Regions from separate parts of the Mus musculus genome. Here region 2 is linked to region 1. A link is a contact called in public HiChIP or PLAC-seq data. All regions are on one chromosome and are shown on one strand. The core of a region is the stretch at or near the end of the contact, and the rest is flanking DNA. Distances in the headings are between cores, read along the strand shown.

The links. HiChIP or PLAC-seq counts read pairs in DNA pulled down with a chosen protein or histone mark.
Region 2: a contact with region 1 is called in an HNF4G HiChIP or PLAC-seq map of pancreatic cancer cells. The contact joins the promoter of Usp43 here to the enhancer-like site in region 1. A contact is called at or near these places in 3 of 484 Hi-C or Micro-C datasets (embryonic stem cells and nephron progenitors), 6 of 115 datasets of contacts at active chromatin or transcription factors (embryonic forebrain, embryonic stem cells, forebrain and 1 more) and 3 of 9 other capture datasets (adipose tissue, liver and pancreatic islet).

What each region holds. Positions count from the first base shown.
Region 1 is chr11:67,837,363-67,844,639 of GRCm38.p6, reverse strand. It overlaps Gm40032 (a long non-coding RNA gene), which reads left to right and starts at 121. Exons shown (of 3, transcript XR_879959.2): 1 at 121-195. Within about 2 kb of position 4,614, at least 3 of the 459 cell types and tissues checked have an H3K27ac peak or open chromatin away from gene starts, as enhancers often do. A contact at or near this core is called in pancreatic cancer cells, where this site is marked.
Region 2 is chr11:67,918,202-67,925,478 of GRCm38.p6, reverse strand. Usp43 (ubiquitin specific peptidase 43) reads left to right here and starts at 3,326. Exons shown (of 15, transcript NM_173754.4): 1 at 3,326-3,934. The coding sequence starts at 3,431. It overlaps Cfap52 (cilia and flagella associated protein 52), which reads left to right. Exons shown (of 14, transcript NM_027963.2): 14 at 211-673. The coding sequence ends at 386.

The DNA.
Region 1 (7,277 bases), core at 3,365-5,864:
CTGTCATGGATGTAAATTGGACAGCCTTTGCAGGTTTGACATATTTCCTGGTAGGCTTCTGCAAACTATGTCATTTCTTCAACTCCCACCCCCCAGAATATCTAGCTAAATGGACCATGAAAGGAAAGTGTCTTTAGAATCTTGCCCTGAACTAATTGAGAAGCAAATGTAATCCTGCATTGCTGGCTAAAACAGGTAAGTGGAGCATGCTACCATGGCCTCTGAGTTGTGCAGAAGAGGGTCCCCGTTAGGTTAACCTAGGTGAAGTGTGCCCAAAATGGCCCAAGGGATACTGATGGTGATCATCAATCCCTTTATGCTGGTTTTAAACTCAGGCAGGAGAAAATTACAAATCTCCATGTGAGTTAGGCATTTTTGTTTCTCTATATCTGAATTCTGCCTGCAATGCCCTTTCCAGATATGGCTTACGTTTTCATCTCCATGATCTTTGTTGGGTGACTCCCAAAGGCATGGCCTAGTGACCCACAATGAGCTGTTGTCGTTCAGAACATGTCTGCACCCTTGCATCTCTTAGTAAGGACCAGAACCAAGGTAGATGGTGTGACCAAGGACAAAGACAGAGGCTCTGTGACTTCACAAGACAGAAAATGGAAACCAGGGGGAATTATCTTCTGTAGTGTAGGAAATCTTGCTGGAAAAGCTTAAGAGTCTAGGAGGCTCAAGAGAGAAATAGACCTGTGTATGTGGCAGACAAGTCCTTAGCAGCCACACTCAGGAAGTTCAGGTGGATGCTCACGAAACTGCTTTTTGAGGTGTTTGGGGTTGGGCCCAAATTGGAGTTGTATATGATATAGTCATTGGTGACTTTTCCTTAAGCTTTGGGCCAGAGAGAAGAATTTCTAAAGCTCCAGCTGGCTTGGCTTTTGTTGCCTTTTCTTCCTTCTTTCCTTCCTTCCTTCCTTCCTTCCTCCCTCCCTCCCTCCTCCCCTCCCATTTTTTATTTGTTTAATAGCATTTTGCCTGCATGTATGCCTCCACACCAGAAGAGGGCGCCAGATCTCACTATAGTTGGTTATGCGCTACCATGTAGTTGCTGGGAGGGAATTGAACTCAGTACCCCTGGAAGAGCAGCCAGTGCTCTTAGCCTCAGATGCATCTCTTTGGCCGCTTTGGGGCCTTTCCCACCCGACCTGATGACATCCCTCATTCTCTCGCCCTCAGGGAAGCATCTTGAAGTGGGGACATGGACATGATGCAGAGCAGCATCAGAGTGGGTGCATGGTTTCAGTGAAATCTTATCTCTCTGGTCTTTGTTTTCCTATTCCAATGGCCGATGCTGGACCAGGTCCTCTCTGGAGGCCTATCAGTTCTTACAAGCTTTTAAATCGGGAGGTAGCAGGAGCCAGATAGGCCTATTCTTCCATGTTGCCTAGCTGTCTGTCTTTGGGCAAGTTGTTTAAGTTCTCTGTGCCTCTTTCTCTCATCTGTGGAGCTAATGAGAGAACCCCCTCACATGGTAAGTGTATTCGATGAATTAACCGGAAAATATCAGTTATCAATCACTATTGCAGGACTCTGGGACACACTGGTCACAAAGGATTCGAGTCAGTAACAATATGAAAACTGAAAAATCAGACTTTGGGATGACTTGGTTTTGGCCTTGAGAATACAGTCCAAATGGCATAGAGAAAGAGTTAATATAGGATGTGCTCACAGGGAGCTGGAGGAGAAAGGATTGATTCTGGAGATGTAAAAAAACGTCTATTCTTCTACTTAGGAGCAATGGACCAACGAGATCCATTTTTAGAGGCCCCGTCACTCCGTCTGCCAGCTTTTCGGCTCATTTAATGGCTATATTTATTTTCGTCCACAGAGAACCCAGGTGTTTCCTACCTTGCACTTTTTAGTTAACTTTGACAAGTTAACTAGCAATTCTGTAAAAACCTGAAAGGCAGTGCTCACAAAGGCATTTTGATGTTGGCCTAAATCCTAGTTTCAGGTATATTCTTCCCAGTGTGTGTGTGTGTGTGTGGGGGTCTCTGAGCCACAAGTCACAGTCCTCAGCACTATGCATATGTCAGCACAGCTGGACAACTTGAATAGCAAGGGAACTGTGTCCCCAGTGTGCAGTTGTGACCTGCGGTGAGGCTAGAGATGTCTCTGTGTGCGTGCGCGCGCGCGCGCGCGCGCGTGTGTGTGTGTGTGTGTGTGTGTGTGTGTGTCTTTCTTTGTAACCTGGGCTGTCCTCCAATTCATGATCCTATCCCCTCTGTCTCCAGAGTGCAAGGGTTGTAGACATGTGCCACCAAACCTGGCCACTGTTGGTATTTCTAAAAGCCTTTGATTTTCTAAAGGTCTTTGATTTTTATGAACACGCAATGTGTTAATTAGGGGTGAGGAGCACCCAGACAAGAAATATAAGCTCATCTCCTGAGCAAAATGACCCATGTACAAATGGGAAGTCCTCAAAAAAAAAAAAAAGTGAGGCATTGCAGTAAGCTAAACAGATTCACAGTGAGCACTGTGTTCAAAGCCAAGGGCAAAAGGGAGTAAAATGCATTCTAGCCCAGATGTGGATGTCTAAGAGTCAACCGCATTCTCCATCAATGTGAGTGTTGCTCTGGTCTACATGAATCAAGTCTGTCCTAGACAGATCTCACGTCTTCTGTTCTATATTCCCCCCCCTCTCATAGCCTGTGAAGACCAGTAAACATCTCCTATGCTATAACATATTTGGGGTTCTACCATGCTGGCCTTTGTTCCTATACTTGGGTTCCCTTTCCTTCATGGCACTGACTTTTCTCCACCATCTGGGAAAATTCTCACATCACTGCTTATAAAAGTGCCTCCTGAGTACCTGGGCTGAATCCCTTTCCATTTCCCCAGAGCTCAGTTGTCCCTCAGAACCCATCAGAGACCAGCTTTATGAACTCCATCAGGTACCAAAGTTCCAGGACGCTCATATTCCTCATAAACAGCGTCTATAATTACTGGCAGGTAACCCAAGTTGCATCTCAAATACTCGCTACAATGTAAATATTTCTAATAGGGGCTGGAGAGATTGCTGAGTGGTTATCAGCACTTGCCAAGGATCCAGGTATAGTTCTCAGCATCCACAGGATGGTTCACAACCATCCACAGCTCCTGGAGATCTGACATCTTCCTCTGGCTTCCTTGAGCACCAGGCATGCACATAGTACACATCCATACATGCAGGCAAAAACATCCATGCACACAAAAGTCAACACATCTTTTAAAAAATGTACCTGTTATACCGAATTGCTGAGGGGATGATGGCAAGGATATTTATTTTTAAAGTGTCTTCCATCCATGGCTGGTTGCATCTGCAGATGTAGAGCTCACAACTCCACTCTTTATTCTCTGGGCTTCTCTTCATTGCTTATCTCCTTGTAAGTGTGGTCTGTGATCAAGAGGTCTCCAAGAGTCCAGGTGGAGCAGGCACTTAGAAATCCTCTGTTGACTGAATGAGTGGGTTGTCATGGCATCTGCAGCTTTGGGCTCCAGTGGACCTAATCTCAACAGTATTGCAGTCTCAGACTCTTTAACAGAGAGCCAGATGGGCCTTAAATTTCCAGATTTCGGCGTACATTAAAACAGCAATGCTGATCCTTAGAGGTCAAATTTCTCATTTTGGTCAAATCTTAGAGTAGCAATGAGTAGAGATGAGCATACAAGCAAGGACTTAGCGTGCAATTTTTAGGAGAAGTCCAAGGTTCTGGGTCATCTTTAACATTTATGGTCAGACGGCCCAGTCATAAAGATACCATTAAAATGAAGGATTTGAGTAGAAGGCAGACTTAGTGCTCATTTTCTCTAGAAAGTTGCTGAGTCAGGGACACCAGGAATCCTGGTTCAAAAAGATTTCCAGTAAGTCTCGCCACTCCATCAGGAAATTGTGCTGCATCTCACACAGGACTTGTTCAAATTGAAATAGTCTACCTTGAAAATACGTGTATAGCATCCTGGGAAGATTTTGTTTCTTTAGTGTCTGTATAGTGGCATTGCATCTTATGTGGGGAACATGTTGGGAAGACAGAATTGGCCTTGATGTCAGCTATGTTACACTTTAATGTCAGAGTACCCACTTTTACATAACTACAGAATCCTGAAGACAGTGCCCTATTGGTTCTTCTAGCCCTCCCTCGATTCAGACTTCTTAGTGACATTTAGTGTCTTTTCCTTTAAGGATGTCTTTGTAGTTGCCGTGACTAACTTGGCTTTCTGAGATGACCTCCTTAAGTTCTTAATGCACGCGGCAAAACAATGATCAGGACTGTGTTAGTCAGGGTTTCCATTGCCATGATGGACAGCACGACTGAAAGCTTTGGGCAGGAAAGGATCTACTTTGCTTACACAGGTTTCCTTGTCACAGATCGTCATCGAAGAAAGTCAGGAGGCAGGAACTGAAGTAGAGACACCCATCAGTTCTTTTAGAATATTTATCTGCTAATCTCTGATAATTGATTTATCATAATTGTATGCATATAAATTAAATGCATGGGCAACACCACTCCACTGCAGTAGAAGTAAAAATGAATTGCTAGGATTTGGTGGCTTGGAGGAGAATGGCCCTTATAGACTCATATATTTCAATGCTTAGTCACCAGGGAGTGCTACTGTTTGGGGAGCAATTAGGAAATGTGGCCTTGTTGGAGGAAGTGTGTCACTGGGAGTGGGCGTTGAGGTTTCAAAAGCCCATGTTAGGCCCAGTCTCTCTCTGTCTGTGTCTCTCTGTCTATGTCTCTGTCTGTCTGCCTGTCTGTCTTGCACATCAGGTTGTAAAGCTTTTAACTACTGCTCCAGTGCCAAGCCTGTTGCTTCCCACCATGATGATCATGAAGTAGCCCCTAAAACTGTAAGTAAGACCCCAATTAAACTTTCTTCTATAAGTAGCCTTGGTTGTGGTACCTCATCAAAGCAATAGAGCTGTAGGGTAACTTCAGTTTCCTAAGGCTTTACTGACCTGGGATACAAGTACAGTATTATTGAAAATGTCCTAACCCCCCCCCCCCCCCCAAGGCTCTCATTGCAGATTTCTACAATGTGCCTTTCCCACATTTCTGAGAGTCTGTATGCAGGATGGGCCTCTTAGATACTCATGTGCATATCTGCTTTGCCACTACATACTTATTCCTGCATAGAAGGTCTTCCTCTCCTATGCAAATTACTTTAAGTGAGTCCCTTCGACTTGTTCTCCTAAAAGTGTTTGACTGGTATTACCACCACCATAGTAGTAACAGTTATCAGAAACATGAATCTTGCTTATGTATTGCTTTGCCTCATATCTTTGGTGATTAACATTATGCAGAATAAGTACACAGAGAGAAGGCAAGGTATACAGATACAACTAAGGATCTCAGACTGTCAAAGTATTCAATTGTTCATATAGAAGAAGTAAAATCAATACCTGATTTCCCTTGTGTGTCCAGACTCATACTGAGGCCAGAGGAGGACACCAGGATACCTCTATCATACTTTACCTTGTGCCTCAGAGACATTTTTCAGCTAGGTTGGCAACCAGCAAGCCCTCACTATTCTCCTATTTCTGCATCCCTAAATGCTGGGGTTGCAGGCATGGGTAGGGCCGCCATGCACAGCTTTAATATTGATGCTGTGATCTATATTCAGGTCCTCCAGTTAATAATTATTTCTCTTCTTCTTCTTCTTCTTCTTCTTCTTCTTCTTCTTCTTCTTCTTCTTCTTCTTCTTCTTCTTCTTCTTCTTCTTCTTCCTCCTCCTCCTCCTCCTCCTCCTCCTCCTCCTCCTCCTCCTCCTCCTCCTCCTCCTCCTCTTTCTCTTCCCCCTCGTTTTCCTTCTCCTTCTTCTCCTCCTCCCCTTCCTTCTCCTTCTCCTACTCATTCTCTCCCTCCTTCTCCTCCCCCCAACCCCCAACCCTCGTCTCCTCTTTCTCCTCCCACCTGTGTCTGCAGTTTGGTGTGGCTTTTCTCTAGCACATATGCAGTAGAAAGTGTGAGAGGTTAGAAACATTGGCATATTACACACACACACACACACCCCCCCCCCCCGGCCAGCTGAGAACAGGTTTGGTGGCCAATTACTGGGATTTCTAGGTTCTTGTGGTCCAGAACAAGGAATTAGACAGATGTGTGGATGTAGCAGTAAGGATAGTTTATTAGATAAAAAGATATACTTTCTAAGGAGGAAGCAGGTGGATGGAAGCTTAGAAGCTCACGTAACTCAAATGGCCCTTAAAAAAAGATTTATTCATATTATGTGTATGAGTATACTGTAGCTGTCTTCAGATGCACCAGAAGAGGGCATCGGATCCCATTACAGATGGTTGTGAGCCACCATGTGGTTGCTGGGAATGGAACTCAGGACCTCTGGAAGAGCAGCCAGTGCTCTTAACTGATGAGTCATCTCTCAAGCTCCTTTTGTTTGTTTTGAGATAAGGTTTCACACTGTGGCCCAAGGTAGTCTTGAAGTCATAAAATTCCTTCTTGCCCAGTTTTCTCCCTCTGTGCTGGAATTACATAATGTGCTAGCACTCTCAGAGTAAGAAAGTGACAGGGTAGCTGTGTTTGGTGGCCCATGCTTTAATCCCAGAATTTGTCAGAAGGTGAGGAATCAGTTCAAGGCCATCTTTATCTACATAGTGAGTTTGTAGCCAGCTTGAGGTTCTAGTTCAGAAAAGCCAAAAAAAGACAGGTAACACTTTTGCCAGTAACAGGGCAAAAGTCTCCTTTTGAAATATTCCTTTGTTACAAATTAACGATTACTGCTACCCAGTTTGGAAAGCCAAGCTCAATGAGTCACATCCATAGCAGATTGAAAGGTGTTGTCAGGATCACTGCAAGCCCTGGCTAAAAATGACGGAAGAGTCTGCAGTTACAGCACTGGGTGAAGATGGTGGACTGAAAGGAGGAGGTGGTCACAGGTGTTATGGCGGTCACAGGAAGCATGGAGTACTGTGACTTTGATGGTTTATACCTGCTGCCATAACACCATGGTCAATTTTCTTTTGAAACAGCTTCCTGGGTGCCCTGGGAAGACCTGTTGGAAAGTTCTCAGACACATTGACCACATTAACTCGGCATACACTGGTTTGTATAAGGATCTCTGTGAGTCATTTAGTCTCCAAAGGAGCACGTAGGTCAGTTTGTAAAGATACCTGAGAGATCCCTTGGATTTCTTCTCAGTTCTTCTATGACACTCAAGAGCTTCACATTTAAATTTTATTTGAATTTGAAGTTACAGGGCAACAAATAATTAATGTGTAAAATTCCACTAAGGTATTAGGATGAACTGATAAGGTCTTTGAAATAACTAATTCA
Region 2 (7,277 bases), core at 2,077-4,576, 82 kb before region 1:
TTAATTCTGATTGGTACTTTCCTTTCCACTCTAAATTTACTAGGACATACATAGATTTTTTTTTTTTAAGATCAAAAAAAGCTTTATATAAATATGGATTTTTCTTCCTTCAAGCTGGCACATGGGACACTGTGTTGAAAAGCAAGCAGTTCCGTGAGGCCAGGGCTGTTTAGGAGTCTCTGCCAGCAACGCCATGCAATTGTGTTTCAGGTGGCCATGACCATCTGGTCAAAGTCTGGGACTACAACGAGGGTGAAGTGACTCACGTCGGGGTGGGGCACAGCGGCAACATCATGGCCATGCGGATAAGTCCAGGAAACCAGTATATCGTCAGTGTGAGCGCAGATGGAGCCATCTTGAGGTGGAAATACCCATTTGCTTCGTGATGGGCTCTGGATCTCCGCAGCTTCCACCCTGTGTCGAGCACAGGCCTGTCCAGGGCCAAGTTTGCATAACTCCAGAACCGGGTTTGATTTCTCACACCTATTTTTGCCCTATAGTCAAATTACTTTATCTTGAAGTTATTTGTTTACTTTATACAATATGTTAACACTTACTATCTTACATTGTATGTTGAAATTGAAATATACTAAAGAGAAAGTTTATCCTATATATATATATATGTACTGGATAAACTTTCAAATTATTAATAAATTAGAAGGTTCTGACCATGATCTCTTTTCTGTGTCTCACAAAATCCAAATCCACAGGCATTCTTCCTGACCTGTTCCCAGAGAAGGATGCTGTTTCCTTATAAAAATAAGATGAGGCGAGCTCACCTGTGCGTGGTAGACCAGGGCCTCATACACAGGGCTATCGCCCTAGTCCAAACTCACCCTTTAAATGATCAGTTCAATGGTGAAGTGGTATAGGTATAGGTATAGGTATAGGTATAGGTATAGGTATAGGTATAGGTATAGGTTTGAACCCAGGTCTTTGTGCAGGTGTATTAGTTAACTCCTGTATAGCTTGTGTCCACATACCTGACAGCAACAATCTAAAGAGCAATGACTTACTCGGACTCACTGCTTTGAACGTGGTGGCTTTGCCCCCAGCACTAGGGGAGACCCTCCTGGTGAGGCATACACACTCAGTCACTGAAGACGGGAAGGAGAGAGGAATGCAGAGGGCTCTCCGTACCCATTTGATTCCCTCCAGGCCCCTAGGCCACGTGATGGCGCCACTCAGACTTAGACTGAGTCTTTACCAACTTATTAATCCTCTCAAGAGTCACCCTCCCAGTCTCATCCAGAGGTATGCTTCAATCGCTTGCTGATTTTTAAAATATTTATTAATTTCTTAGTGTGTGTCCATTATAGCACACAGATAAAAGCCCAAAGACAATCGGGGTAGTCAGCTCTCTCTCTGCATCTTGTGGTTCACAGAGATCAAACTCAGGTCGTCAGGTAGCCAATACCTTTACCTGCTCTATTATAGCCCAAAGTCCCTCTGAAATATATATATGCAAATGTATGAGTGCACTATCATATGTTCACCTGTTCTCCAGAAGGGGGCATCAGATCCCTTTATAGATGGTTGTGAGCCACCATGTGGTTGCTGGGACTTGAACTCTGGACCTCTGGAAGAGCAGTTTAACCTAACTGCTGAGCCATCGCTCCAGTTCCCCCACCCCCAACCAGGTGATTCTTTTTTTTTTTTTTTTTTTTTTTGGATTTTTTGGTTTTTCGAGACAGGGTCATCAGGTGATTCTTAATTTGATCGAATCGACAATCAAAAATTAGCCTTTACAGCAAGCTCATAAACCAACTCTAGCTCCAGTTTTCGACTTTGCCAAGTAAGAATAGATTTCTGCTCAGACATTTATTGTGAGTCGTGAGACACACACCCAGGATTCCAGCACTCAGGAGGCTAAGGTTGAGAATGAGAGTTCCAGACAAACCTGAGCAACATAAGTGTGATGGACTCCCTCCTTCTTACCAACAACCTCCTAGCAAAACAAAAGCAACAGCCGCTCCCGAAACTGTTACCAAATGAAAACTCCCTGCTGGGGATCTTGACATGATCTCAAAGGTGAAATACCGGAGATGATTTATCAGAGTCTGCTATGACCACGGCACCTTCAGTACATCCGGGTCATGAAATGAACCTTATAAATTTATCAACTAGGTGGATGTCTTTCCCAGGAAGGTAAATGGTGGCTTTTTACACTTCAAGTCTCCACATTACAGTTTCTTCTTTATCCTTAACTTATGCAACTTTTTGGCACCAGGTAACTGCTGCAATTCTATGTGAAGATCGAGGAGGGATACTTAATAAATGATGAGCACTTATTATTAAATAGCAAGTCACATTTTTGGGTTCTGATGTAAGTCTGACTCCAGAAAGCTGCTGATCTCTTTTTGAGCTACAAACTGATGAGAAATTCATTTTGCAAGACCTTGCCTGATTAATTATAAACCTGACAGTTAAGGCATAAAAGGAGCAGAGGCCTCCAGGGTTACCCAGGGAATTAAGGGCGGGGCGAGGCCAAACTAATTCTGATTGGGTAAGGATACAGCCAGGCTTTAGCGTGGAGGAGCGAAGCAGCAACCGAGTAGGGGGCGCGCCTGAGAACCGGAAAACTTCCTGCCAAGCAAATACTGGGGTTGTAAAGAGCCTGAACTCTGCAGTGCACCCAGGGAGGGTCGAATTCCGGTTCCTCTCTTTTCACAGCCTCAACCTCGCTGAGCTCCCTTCACCAATGAAAACCAGGACGTTCAAGTCTCCCAAGTTTAAGGAAAATGAATGTAACCTATTGTGTTATTTAAAAAAACAAAACAAAACAGCAAGAAAAAGAAAACAAACTCCCAACCCACTAGCATTCCCACTCCCAGTTCAGGTCCTGGGGTGACCGGTGTAGGCAAAGGCTGCAAAGGAGGTGGCGCCACCTGACCGCATGCACCTGAGCCTGGGCTCCCCACCTGCACAGCTGCCAGCGCGCGCCTCTCGGGACACCTGGGCACGAACAGGGGCACCGCTCGCCGGTCAATTTTCTTAGTCTTCATCTGGCTTCCACGACCAGAAACTTAGCCAGAGCCAGGGCTTTGCTTCGCTGGGCGCTTCAGAAGGTTCCATCCCCGGGTTAGCTACGCTGTTTAGGGATGGGCGGGGAAGGCGAGCCGAGGTGAAAGGCCTGTTCCAAGGCGGGAAGGAAGGGCGGGGAAGTCCACTAGGCGGGCTCAGAGGGAGTGCATTCCCAGCTCCAGCCGCGGGGGCGGGAGCCCGGCGGCGGGCGCTGCCCTAGGGCCGGATTCCCGCGTGGGGCGTGGCGTGGCGGCCCCGCCCCTGGCTCCGCCCTCGCCCGGTGTCCGCACACCTGGCTCTCAGGTAGCCGGCGCCCGGCGCCTCCGGGAGGCGGTGAGGACCGGGAAGCTGCCGGCCCGCCTGGGGTCTCGGGGGCTGCGCTCCCGGACCACCGTGCGTGGCCAGCATGGATCCGGGCGTGGGGAACGCACTGGGAGAGGGGCCGCCCGCGCCCCGGCCCCGCCGCCGCCGTTCCCTTCGCCGCCTGCTTAACCGCTTCCTGCTAGCTCTGGGCAGCCGCTCCCGCTCGGGGGACTCGCCGCCCCGGCCCCCGGCCCAGCCCAGTCCCTACGATGGCGATGGAGAAGGGGGCTTTGCCTGCGCCCCGGGCCCGGCACCAGCCTCTGCCGGGAGTCCAGGGCCAGATCGTCCTCCGGGATCCCAACCCCAGATATCTTCGGGTGACGGGGCGCGTCCGCCCGGCGCTCAGGGCTTGAAGAACCATGGCAACACCTGTTTCATGAACGCGGTGGTGCAGTGTCTCAGCAACACCGACCTGCTGGCCGAGTTCCTAGCGCTGGGGCGCTACCGGGCGGCGCCGGGCCGCGCCGAGGTCACCGAGCAGCTGGCGGCGCTGGTGCGCGCGCTCTGGACGCGCGAATACACGCCCCAACTTTCCGCAGAGTTCAAGGTAGGCAGCGCCAGCCGCCCGCAGACTCCTCCGACCCTTCTGGTTTCGGCTCTTGAAAAGCGTGTGAACCATCAGCCAAGCCTGGTTCTTGGGCGGGGAGTAGGGGGTAGGTCTTCGGTAGACACTACTTAACCAGCCCAGCCTTGGGTTACCGCCTTTGTTTCGAGGTGACATGTTACATTATCATTTGCAAATGCTTTCTTTAGAAATTAGTTTCTTCCTGGTATTTTGGGCTGGGGTGGAGAAAGCTGGCAGCCTTAAGTGTGTCCAGCAGTTTTGTGGTTAAAAGCAGTTGTTGGAGTGGGACTTGCCGGCCAGGGTGAGTTAGAGCTTAGGATCTAGAAGGATGCAGCATGGGAAGCAGGTCCTTGAAGGCCAAGCTTTGGGAAGGAGGAGATAGAAGCGTGAGGAACAGAAAGCCGAGAAGGAACGGATCTAGGAATAATCCAGGTAGAGTGATCAATAAGTAGAAAGGGCAGAGGCCTGAAAGTGAAGCGTTTTGAAGGCAGGTGAAGGTCTTCAGATCGTGTATGACCTTGGACGCAGTGGCTTTGGATTATTTAAGTCCAGTGGGTGCTGAGAACCCGTGGGTCAGGTATTCTCAAAAGTAGGGAGAGGGAGTCGTTAAGAGTGCTATAGTAGAATGGTATCCTTTAATTTAATTCATACTAAGTCCTGACAGTATGTGAGCAGGAAGTGGCATTTGTTATCTGTAAGATTACAGTCCCCTTGCTGGGAATGCTTCGGGGTCATGAGAAGGCGTTAAAGTACAAATGTGGAGTCCCAGTCGGATGATGAAAGTGTTCCAGATAATTGATGCATAGGGTTTGCATCCTGCTGCAAAACCGCAGCTCTGGGCAGAAAGCTGAAGCACCCCCACGGACTAGTGATTGTTATTGAGGGTGAATATGACTGTCGGTGTTCATTCTGCAAACATACATGGTTCTTAAGTTTCAGCCTGAGAAAGCAGTCTTTGTCCCGTTATCTGCAAGGATGCTAACAACTGCCTTCCTCTCTGACCTCTGACCCTGAAGGAGCACAGTAGTCACACAGATGTCTTTATTATCACTTTTGGGCCACATTTGCTGTTCAGATATGATCATCAGTGTAGTATAGTGGTCAAGAGCAAGGTCTTTTGGGCAGTGACTCATTGCTTGACAAATCACTTGTCATACAAGCCTTGAGGATATGTTTCCAGAACCCAGATAAAAAGGAAAAAAGCCAGGTGTCCCACTGCAGGCCTTTATCTTCACTGTGGACCTGTAATCCCAGGGTAGGCTTGTATACAGTTCCAGCCCTGGGGAGATGGAGCCAGGTAGATCCCTTGGGCTTGCTGTATGAATGATCTAGCCGATTTGTGAGGGTCTAGATTCAGTGACAGGTCCTGCCTGTCTCTGGAAAGGAACATACTTGGTTGGTGTACATACAGAAAGAGCAAGGGCTTGGGGGCTCTATGAATTTTATGCAAATTCATCTCTTCTCATCTGTAAAACCGATGTGCATGACAGTTACTTCATTATAGAGTAGTTGTGCTAAGTGGGTTATATAGAGAGCACCAAGGATATGCCTAGCTCCCGGGAAGTGTTTATTCTAGAATTGCACTTCCTTCCCGCAGAGAGACCTAGAGGAGGAAGGGAAGTGATCTTTGGGTAAGCTTTCTTTTACCAGATACATTCTCATCCAGTTACTACAGCAGCGAGAGTGGCAAGTAGCTTGGAAGAGACTGAAATTCGTAGTCACTGCCAGTGACTCACCAGGATTTCCTCTCTTGCTGTCTGAATCCCCAGGGCCCAGGAGCTCCCAAGTGCCCTGGGGGAATTGAAAGATAACCAAGCTGTTAATGAGGGAGACATAATCTGGGGTTTTCCTGGGACTTTTCGGTGGCCAAACTTGGAGAGTGGAATGGATTTTAGAATCCTGGATTTTAAATATTAAGGGTGGCAAACTAGGTGGGCTACCACTTTCCTTTATGGATATTGAAACCCACACCCAGTCAGTGCACGTTTATCGATTATGGAGACATTCTGTTGGGAACACGGACTGTGTGATGAGTGATGGGTAAAAGCCAGATCTTGGGACTGAGTGACAACTCTGGATCCAGATTCTGGGACTGCTCCCCAGGGATTCACTGTCTAGAGGAGAGATGGACACGGCAGCACAGTGGTCATGCAGGCCCTCAGAATTGGCGTTAAGATGGGAAGGGACCACACAAGGAGGTGTGACAGTTGTGGCAAGAGGATATGATTTGTTTGGAGGAGCAGCGTGGTCTTCCCTGTTGAGGTTCCTATACCTTGAATTGGGTTGTGAAAGATAAAGTGTCAACTAAGGACATGGGAGATGGGATATGGCAGCTCCAAGCCCGGAAAGGGAAAATGACAGCCAAGGGGAGGGATGGAGCAGAGGTTGGATCTCAGGCCAAGAATCCTTTTGCCAAATTCATTGGTGAAAGCTCATGGAGCTGGGGAGGAGAATAGAGAAGGAGAGATTTGACCTTGGTAAGGTGATTGCTTCGGGCCCAGGAAGGGTCCAGCAGGGTGGGGCTTGACCCCACCTCCACAAATGGGTTGGTTTTGCAATGGGTTTACAATGTTCTCTCTTTTAGAGTCTAGACGCACCAGTTTTCCACACATAGTAGGACCAATTTTCATTTGGTCCATCTCCCGTCTCCCATGTCCTTAGTTGACACTTCATCTTTCACAACCCAATTCAAGAAAATGGGTTAAATGCACTTTTATTTTTGGTGGGGAGGGGTTCAAGACAAGGTTTCTCTGTGTAGCCCTGGCTGTCCTGGAGCTCTGTAGACCAGGTTGGCTTCAAACTCACAGAGATCCACCTGTGAGTCCCTGAGAATGGAGATAGGGATGGTTGTGAGCCGCCCTGTGGGTGCTGGGAATCAAACCTGAACCCTTTGAAAGAGTCACTGCTCTTAACCACGTGAGCCCTCTCCAGCCCCAATTTCCCTGCATTTAAATCATTGTTCTCAGCTCTGATGATTTCCAGATATCCAATTCTATGAGTGGAACCACGCTTTCAAAATAAAAGGAATGTTTTAAGAACTTTCTAGTTTTACTTTTTAAAACAAGCCTTTTTTGGGGTGGGAGTTATATGATGAAGTGCATCTATCTCAAGGGTTGGATTTAGTGAGGTTTATCAGGTGTATGTACGGACAAACATCTTCCCACCTTAAATATTTACCCTTCCTTTCCTTTTTCTTTAGTTTTTGAGACAGGGTCTCACTATGTAGCCTTGGCTGGCCTTGAACTCAAAGAACTGGTCTGCCTCTGCCTCCTGAGTGCTGAGAGTAAACGAGTGTGTGTGCCAGTTGACCTAGCACCTTCTTTTC